Regions from separate parts of the Oryctolagus cuniculus genome. Here region 1 is linked to region 2. A link is a contact called in public Micro-C data. All regions are on one chromosome and are shown on one strand. Each heading gives the region's core, a stretch centred on a gene start, on an enhancer-like site or on the middle of the called end of the contact. The rest is flanking DNA. Distances are from core to core; before and after follow the strand shown.

Region 1 (4,440 bases), core at 1,449-3,948, 330 kb before region 2:
CTTGATGGTTGGAGCTGTCAGAGTCCTGCCATCCTCTTACCTGGGATGTCCACCTCCAAGAGGGGTGACAGGGAGCCGCTTTTCTCACTCTCTCTTTGCCCAAGGAGCTGCTGGTTTTCATCAATGAAGAAACGAACATGGACCGGAAGTCATCAGAGGGCCCTTGGAGAAACGCTGGGTTAGGTGACTGAAGGCGGTTCCAGCCTGCACACTCCGTGCTTCTCTGCACCTCTTGCCTTTTCTGCCGGCCGCTTCCCTAGGGATGACTGACGCTCAGGCACCCCAGCCGGCTGTTCTAAAGGGCTTCTCCCAGGCAACAGTACCTTTGAATGCTTGTGAAGTCACTTAAAGGTCTCGCTGGACTCATGAAACCCCCAGAAGCTTAAATGGAAAGCACAGCTCCCCACCACCACGGTGCCCAGAGCAGAGATCGCGGCCCAGGCTTGGGGGACTGACTACAAAACACGCTCCAGCATGCATTCGGGAAAACAGAGGAAACCCTTCTCTCTTTTCTGCTCTAGACAGTGGGAGACGCCTCTGTGCCCTTGGGCCTGTGCCCGCTTCTCTCATCTGCCTCAGTCTTGGTGCTAAATTGGTTCAAGGTTTGGAGGAAAGCTTCTGAGAAGAGGAGGAGAAGGTTGTTTAGAGTTCTTAGATGCTGAAGTCACCCCAAGGACCGGCGCCGGGACTCTCCCTGGCCACCAGAGGGCGATAGCAACAGCATCTCTACAGAAGGCTGTTCATAAGAATAGCAGCACTCGGTTGCACCTAATGTGTTTATGAATGATGGAGGGACTGGAGGGTGTGTGGGCGCACGCGCGTGTGTGTCCAATTGGGTTTCTGGAGTCAAGACATTGAAAATCTGCTCACTGTAATGATATAAAATTGGCACTTCTACTTTATATGCACAGAATGGTGGCAAGTTCAAAGTTTCTTGGAAGGAAAGAGCGGTCAGAGGACTCAGAGTAGCATTCAGATGCAAGGACAGGCAAGAGTTCACGGGAGTGGAGTTGCTGTCATGGGGTGTGAGTGTGTGGGTGTGTGAACAAGCATTTGCACGTGTATATGTGATTGTGCTTATGAGTGTGTCACTGGTATTAGCGTATGTGTGAGCATGAACTTGTATGAGTGTGTGTGGTCCTGAGTGTATGCATGGGCATGGATATGGGTGAGTTCATGTGACTCGTGTAGAGAAAGGAATGAGGTTGTGACCATGTGTGTAGGTAACAAAATGTGTGTGACTGGGTATGTAGGTGTGAGTGTGTGGAAATGAACATGGGTGAGTGTATGTGACTGGGAGTGTGTGACTGTGTGTGTAGGTATGAACCTGTGTGAATATGTATGTGTACAATAGGCATGAGTATATGTGACATAAACTTGTGTGCGTGTGACATGAACATGGGTGAGTATGTGTGACTGTGTATGTGTGGCATGAACATGAGTGGGCTGGTGTGACATAAACATTGGTGAGTGTGACCATGTATGTATGACATGAACATAAGTGTGTGTGACTATGTATGTGTGGCATGAACGTGTGCGACATGAGCACAGGTGAGCATGTGTGACTGTGTGTGACATGAGCACAGGTGAGCATGTGTGATTGAATGGCATGAGCACAGGTGAGCATGTGTGACTGTGCCTACACGCAGGGCTCATTTAGGCTTTCCCAGCGTGAATGGACGAGTGGACCTGGTGGAAGCCGGGGCAAAACTTCTGTGGTGCCTGCCCTTCCCCTTCAAACACACGCACAACCATCCCTCCAGGTATTTACGGAGCCACTGCTATTCCCGCCCCACTGGCATCTGGAAAAGCTCAGACCCGGCCAATTTAGAGCGGGCACTGGAGATGGAAGGCGATGGGAGCCTAGGGGATGCCGCGGGGGAAGCATTGTTTTGGAAAAACACTTTCTCCAAACAGCCTAGGGAGGTGGGGCCAGACGGGGCTGTGGCCAGTGACCTGAGGGAATGAAGGCTCCGAGGTGTCAAGCCCCGCCCAGAGACACCGATCGAGGCGGCGACTCGGGGACTCTGGACACGGTGCTGTCCACCCAGGGGCCAAGACCCTGCCCTCACTGCAGAACACCTGACAGCGGGGCCGGGTTGGGTTTGCTTGCGGTGACCCAACCACATGGCTGTAGGGTGCATTCCCTTCAATTACGCAGGTCCTTCAGAAAGCAGCTCTGGATCTTCGGCCAAGAGAGTGAAAGAAGTTAGGGAGGCAGCGTCGGGGTGACCGTGCCCAGGTCTGGCGTCCCTCGTAGCTCGTAGCTGTGTGTTGTCGGGCAAATCGCTTGGCTTCTCTGAGCTTTGGGGTTTTAACTCTATTAAACGGGGGTACTCAGACGCCCCCTTGCGAGCCAACGTAGGGGCTGAAGGAAGGGACATGTGCAGCGTGCCCAGCTCAGAGCCAGAATTGAGAAAAGAAAAAGGTGCCCACACGACTTCTCAGTCCGTGGCTCGGAAGGGGGAATGAGCTGCAGCGTTTCCCCCCGGGGCCCCCGCGGGCCTTGCCCCCTGCCTTCCCCGGGGCTTTCCGTCGCCCTCCTCCGCTGCCTCCTCCCTCCGGCTCGCGGTCGCTCCAGCAAAGTTCCCAACTTAGTCGACACGACGCGCGGCGCAGCCAATGGGAGGCGGAGCTGGCGGTTTTGGGGGGGCGGGAGAGGGCTGGGCCCCGCGTCTCCGGTGTCTGCCCTGCTCAGTGAATGGAGAGAGCGAGCGCCGGCCAGCTCACCCGGCCGCCCCGTGCCCTAGCCGCCGCCGCCGCAGCCGCCGCCGCGCTCCCGAGCCCAGCCCCAAGCCGGCCCTCCTCGGGCGCCGCGCCCCACTGCGTTCACCCCAGGCCCCCGAGCCGGCCCGCACTCCGGGCTGTGGGCCGGCGGGACCAGGGGACGCTTGGCACCTGGGCGCTCCGAGCGATGCGCAGCGGGGCAGCGCCAGCCCCGCCGATGGAGCTGCTGTTGCCGCCGCCGCCGCCCGGCGCGCCCCGCTCCGCCCGCGCCCCGTGCGCCTGAGCGCCGAGCTCGCCCCTCCTCCGCGCCAACTCCGTCGCCCGCTCCCCAGGCCGCCCGCGCTCTCCGCGCGCCTCCTCCGGCTCCACGCGCCTTGCCCCGCCGCGGCAGCCTTCTCCCGGCGCGGGCCCCCGCACACCATGGCCCCCGGGCGGACAGGGGCCGTAGCCGCCGTGCGCGCCCGCCTGGCGCTGGCCTTGGCGCTGGCGAGCGTCCTGAGCGGGCCCCCCGCCGTCGCCTGCCCCACCAAGTGTACCTGCTCTGCCGCCAGCGTGGACTGCCACGGGCTGGGCCTCCGGGCCGTTCCCCGGGGCATCCCCCGCAACGCCGAGCGCCTGTGAGTACCCCCGTCCCGCCCCGCCCCGCCCCACGCGGGCCACCCACCTGGGTCCCGCAGGGAGGCCCCCAGGCGCCAGAGCCTTCCTTTCCCTCTGGCTGGTCACGCTGGATGCAGTCTCTGTTCGCAGCTCCTGCCTCATCAGATCCCTGGCTGAGTAGGGGGTCTCTGCTTTGGGCAGGTCTGGAGAGCGAGGTCTTGAAGCCCCCCCCATCCCCCGATGGGCAAAAGTGGTGCCTCTCCAGGGGTCAGGGCTCCACACGCAGGGCCCGCTGACAGCTTCTGAGGCGAAGGCGGGCAGGAGGGCACGAGAGAGCCCTGCAGCCTCCAGGTTTCGGGGTTAGGGCACGGGGGCCGCGCTCGTTAAAAACCGGGGCGAAGGGGAAAGCGAAAGGCTGGTGGGGCGTCAGGGCGCGGAGAACCGAGAGAGAGGCCCTGGGACTCGGACCCTCTCGGAGACCCGCTCGGGCAGCTGCCGTCGGGGGCTGCCCTGGCGGGGAAAGTTGAGTGCGTGAAGGTCTAACTTCTGAGGACCCGGACACATTCCGAGTGGGCGCACGCAGAACCCGCCCTGCCTGGAGCGCAGCCTGGGAGATGCCAAGTTGCAGCCCGGGTGAATTTTTTATGGCTAGGTTATAAATGCCTCCCCAAACGGGCCGGAGAATGGAAATGCTGACAGCCCTTTCAATGAGACCGAGCGCTATAATCTTACAAACCGCACTCAGCTCGGATCCTGGGTTTGGCAGCGAACGCACAGGCGCTTGGAGAGTGGTGCGGATTGACCCTCGTTTTAACCCCAATTGTGCAACCAAATATTTACTTTTCATATGTCAACGTTTTGGAAACATTTATCATTTTGATCCTCGGACCAAATGCAAAACTGGGACTCCAGGGTGGGCTCCTCTTCGTTCACAGTGGAGGATGGGGAAGGAGGGAGGGAGAACCGATGGAGAGAGTGGGAGCCCGGCTGAGAAGTGGGTGAGGGTTTGTTCTGGTGGGCTCCACCCGCTCCGTGTCTGCTCCCCTCTCGCCCCTTCTCCCTGATCCCTGGGGTAGGCATGGGATGGCCCATTCTGCCTGCTTGACTGGAAGAGAG
Region 2 (4,477 bases), core at 1,489-3,988:
GGTTCACCCCCAAAAAGGCCGCAATGGCCGGAGCTGGGCTGATCTGAAGCCAGGAGCCAGGAGCTTCTTCCAGGTCTCCCTCGTGAGTACAGGGGCCCAAGGACCTGGGCCACCCTCCAGTGGTTTCCCAGGCACATTAGCGGAGAGCTGATCGGAAGTGGAGCAGGGCCCATATGAGATGCTGGCACTGCAGACAGAGGCTTAACCTGCTGTGCCACAGTGCCCACCCCCAGACCTGCCATTCTTGAAGCCCTGGTTTCCTTGGTATAACACAGGGGTTGAAGTGAAAGCGTTCAGCTCACAGGGCTGTTTGGAGGGTTCAATCCAACCATGCATTTCAAGCCGTCTGCACAGTCCCCGGCATGGGAAGCAGCCTTCCCACCATCACTTTGCAGTGGCGTGTGAACTTCTGACTCTGCCATCGCCATCCACTTTCACACACACCTCGGAACCCCCACTGCTGCTCCGTCATACGTTTCAATCAGGGAGAGGGAGGTGGGGGCTGGAATGTCAAAGGCACACAGAACAGGTCAAGGTCATCTGCGCTACAGCCGTGAGTCAAATTTCCAGGAAGAAATGGTCATTAGATGAAATGTGTTTGGGATTTGAGTCTTCTGAGGGCTGTGTCCCGTCGTCTAGAAAGGTGGGGCCTCAGAGTTGCAGGTTTTTGCTCCTAAGTGAACAAGATGATGACGTCTGGTGCTGAGATCCCAGGAGTAAGGGGAGCCCCCTTTCCTCCCCATTCCCACTCTCCCAAGGCTGTTTGTGCAGCAAGCTGGGGGCTAAGGAGCGAAAGAGAGTAATGAGGCCTGCTGATCCCCAGCAAAACTCCATGCGCCTCCCTTTGATCTGTTTTGGTTACGCCTGCAAAGGTTGGAAGTGAGCAAGCCTCCAGGGAAGGGGCTGGTATGCGGTTAGCTCTGTGTGGGAGCCTGAGTCCCCGGGTTCGCCCTGGCTTTTGCAGCAGGCACTTTTGTATGTTTGGATTTTCCAGAAGGGATAAATCACACAAACAGAGCACCTTGGGAATCCCTCGGGGAGCCCAGCTCTGCCCCAGCCCCCTCCGGTTAAACACATGCCCCATTCTCCAGGCTGTGTGCAGCGCTGCACACGCTGCCCTCGCCTGCAAAGCTTTCTCTGGAAAACTCATTCTTGGAGAGAACTCTCTTTGTGCAAGAGTTCAGCCTCTTAGACTAAACAGACGAAGAGAAAATAGTGGCGTTGAAAAAAAGAAGAGTTCCTTCTGGTAAACAGAAAGGGGAAGGGGTGCTTTGGGGTTCGGTGTCCTGTGCTGCTCGGATCCTGGCCCTGTGTGGTGTGACCACGGTGCCCAAGCCAAGAGAGATGGAGAAACAGGCCGGCCTGCACTGGGTCCTGTTTCCTCCGTGTCGGCTCCCTGCTGGGACAGTGCTGCTGCTCTGGGCCTGTCAGGCCTCCGAGTGCACATCTCCTGCTGTTTGGGCCCAGTGCAGGCCTGCCTGTGGGATTTGGCCTGCAAGGCTACAAGCATTTCAAAAATCTCAGCTTGAGGATTGGTCTGGTTTGAGAACAAACCCAGAGCATGGGATTCTCTGGCATGTGGGCCCCTTGGGCCTGAATGTGCAGAAAGGAGGACAGCTTCCCGGGGATGAGCCCAAAGCAATGCTGAACAACAGTCTCCCCACGGATGGCCCCTTCTGAAACCAGCGCCAGCACAACCTCTCCCACCCTCCAGCGCTGCCTCTCCTGCGGTCGGGCTGCTCCGGGGCGCACACACCCTGCTCTGATTCTCAGGTACCTTTCACGTACAGACCCTTCTCCTCCCGAGACCCCCACCCTGGTGCCCAGAGTCCCCCTCCAGGGAAAGTGCCCGTGGAGCTTGGGGCAGATGGCAGACCCGCCCAAGCTTCAGCTTCCAACCGAGGGAGAGAATCTTGGCCCGGCAATTTCGGGAGACAGTTAAAAGATTAGATAGTAAATTTACTTAGCAGAGACTAATCGCCCGGGACTGGCTTTCATATCCTGTTTTGAAATAATGTATTTTCTTTTGTGCTCTGGTCTGAATCTGTCATCTCTCCCCTAATAATGAGAGGCAGCGGATTTTTAATCTTTGACCCTCTCCCATATAATCTAATCACAGTGTTTTTCTGGTGCTGCTCTCCTTATTTGGTGAGGTTCGGGAAAGGAGAAGAATGGAGAATGGCTGGGCCATTGTGTGCCTCTCCTGAGGGGCTGGTTGACAGGTAAAGTCACCCTCACCTGTTGCAGGTTCCCTTAACACCGAGGCAGGGTGCAGAGGAAAGAAAGGAAAGCCAAAGGCTCTTATGTCTGAATCAGATAGAAGAAGGGTGTTTCATGAAAGCCACAGTAGCACCGCCCTGACGTTTGTTTTACAGGAGGGCTGGCTGAGCTGAGTGACAGTGTGGGTGCAGCCTCAGGTGAGGCAGCTGCAGAGCCTCTTGAGTTAGGAAGGAGGCCCAGGTAATCCCCCAGGTGTCCACACATGGAAACTATTACGTGTTTCCCATCTTCCCCTTGGTTTTCAAGCTGAGGTCCTTGGTGTCTTTCCTTCTTCTCTGGGTCTGGCTCGGGTGCAGGGTGCCTGACCCCAGGCTACCTGCACTGAAGTCTTCCCACTGGGTCGGGTCTCTCCGGCCTGTCTGACTTAGGGAGTTGCCCCGACAGGGATCCTGGAGGCTGCGAGGTTGGCTCCGGTTGCATGTAGAAATGGGAGCGTGTGAGCAGAGGCATGTGTTCACCTGCTGTCTCCCCTTCTGATGGTTGCTTGATTGGCGTGAGAAGTGTAGACAAAGCCCACAGCGCCTCCCTGGGAGCCTTTTTGGTCTCCCAGGGCTCAGCGACACTGCAAGCAAAGCCACGTCCTTTGGCTGCCTAGCCAGAGTTCTCTAATTGGAAGCAGCAAACACACCCAAATCTAGTTAACTCAAGAAAAATAGGAATTCATTGGAAGGCTGTGGGGTGGAGCATCTAGAATCAAAAAGGTTGAGAAGCAAGGCTTGCCAAGGCAGGCACCAGCTGCCCTCGGAAGGTGCTGGGAGCAGCAGTCCTGCACAGGCACCGCTGTACAGGGCTGGACGCTGGCCACGCTCACTCTTCTATTCTCTTTGCCTAGAATGCCAGTGCCACAGGGGGAGAATCTCATTGGCCTGCCTGGGTCATGTGCGTGGCCAGGGCTTCTGATGAACGGTCCTACTGGATTGCATCCAGGAAAAGGCCATTCTTCAAAACGCAGTCACACGGTGTGCTGTTGTCCAGGGAAGATGATGGGCAGCCAGGACTCAGCAAGTTTCTGACAGGCACCCAGGAATGTCACCTTGCTGTGCAGTCTTGCCAACCAGCAAGCAGAGTGAGTGGTCTGGAAGAGAGCAGAGGAGAGGCACAGCCCTTGCCTTCTTGCCTTCAGACCATGCTCCCATCACCACTTCTCCCACCCATCCTCCTGTCGTTATCAGACTGGGCAGAGACCCCTAGAACGAGAACTTTTGAGTCAAGGGTACTTCATTTATCTAGAATTTCCCAGGTCGTCTTTAACTTTCCTCCTGGACCTCTTTATTACCAGCTCCGGTCCCTATTCCACCCCCATCCCCCCCCACCAATTCACAGCTGAGATAAAGAATTCACAGGTGGAATGAATGCCCAGCCCCCAGCCCCTGCCCTGAGTAATTACCTCCCTGCTGTGTGTTGGCTTTGCCCTTATGGGAAATGTGAGAAGGGAAAAGGGTCCTTTTAGTCTATGAATGGCGCTTTATTATTTTGATGCATGAATGCGGAAGGAATAAGAGACAAAATAAAGTTAATAATACATTGCCTTGGAGATAATTCATCATTTAAATCAATAGGAACTGCAGGTCACTGAACTGGAACTGGTGTTACTGTGATCCAAACATGGAATTAATAATTGAAACTACACTGATCTGTCTTCCTGGAATGGGAAGACAGACAACCCCAGGGACAGATACATTCGGCACAGGAGGAACAAAGCCGTAGAGATAGACAGATGATTCATTTAATTCCTACGGCTGTCACATCCCGTAAATATGAAAATCTGCTTTCTATCTGGAATCAGGCTCATTGGGGAGCGAGGTTAGCTGAATTATATCCTCAACCCCATGTTTATTTTTTCATTTATTGCAGGAATTTCAAATGATTAGTTAGCACGGAATGCCACGTTCTCTGAGCTTGTGAAGTCTGGCTGGCAGTGGTGTGCAAGGCATATGCAGGCCCCACCTCCTCCCCACCCACCTCAGAGCCCTGGGTGACCCATTTCCCAAGAAGTTTAGGTTTGCAGCCATGGCAGGGACCATGGAATCTCATGACCTGTGGTTCTCACAAGAGCAGAGAACACGAGATCTCCAGAGGACGGCCTTTGGCCTCGGTTTCTCTCCCTGTGAAAGCAGACAGTGGGAGAGCCCAGCTTGTCAGGGTGCCTGAGGACTGAATGAGCTAACAAATGAGAAACCTTTGGCACCTACTGTCC

The links. Hi-C and Micro-C count contacts between places; a contact is called where the count stands out from the background.
Region 1: a Micro-C map of ear pinna shows a contact between it and region 2, with 3 times the contacts expected there. The contact joins the promoter of SLIT3 here to the enhancer-like site in region 2. A contact is called at or near these places in 4 of 6 Hi-C or Micro-C datasets (ear pinna, embryonic fibroblasts, skin fibroblasts and 1 more).

The regions. Positions count from the first base shown.
Region 1 is chr6:56,209,231-56,213,670 of mOryCun1.1, reverse strand. SLIT3 (slit guidance ligand 3) reads left to right here and starts at 2,698. Exons shown (of 36, transcript XM_002710368.5): 1 at 2,698-3,344. The coding sequence starts at 3,148. LOC103347958 (a long non-coding RNA gene) reads right to left here and starts at 4,040. Exons shown (of 5, transcript XR_007919028.2): 1 at 3,392-4,040; 2 at 41-162.
Region 2 is chr6:55,874,357-55,878,833 of mOryCun1.1, reverse strand. The region is part of intron 4 of SLIT3 (slit guidance ligand 3); the gene reads left to right. LOC138850211 (a long non-coding RNA gene) reads left to right here. Exons shown (of 2, transcript XR_011389889.1): 1 at 1-4,477. Among named protein-coding and RNA genes, the nearest start is that of MIR218-2, 220 kb to the right of the region's middle. Within about 2 kb of position 2,738, at least 1 of the 8 cell types and tissues checked has an H3K27ac peak or open chromatin away from gene starts, as enhancers often do. A contact at or near this core is called in ear pinna, where this site is marked.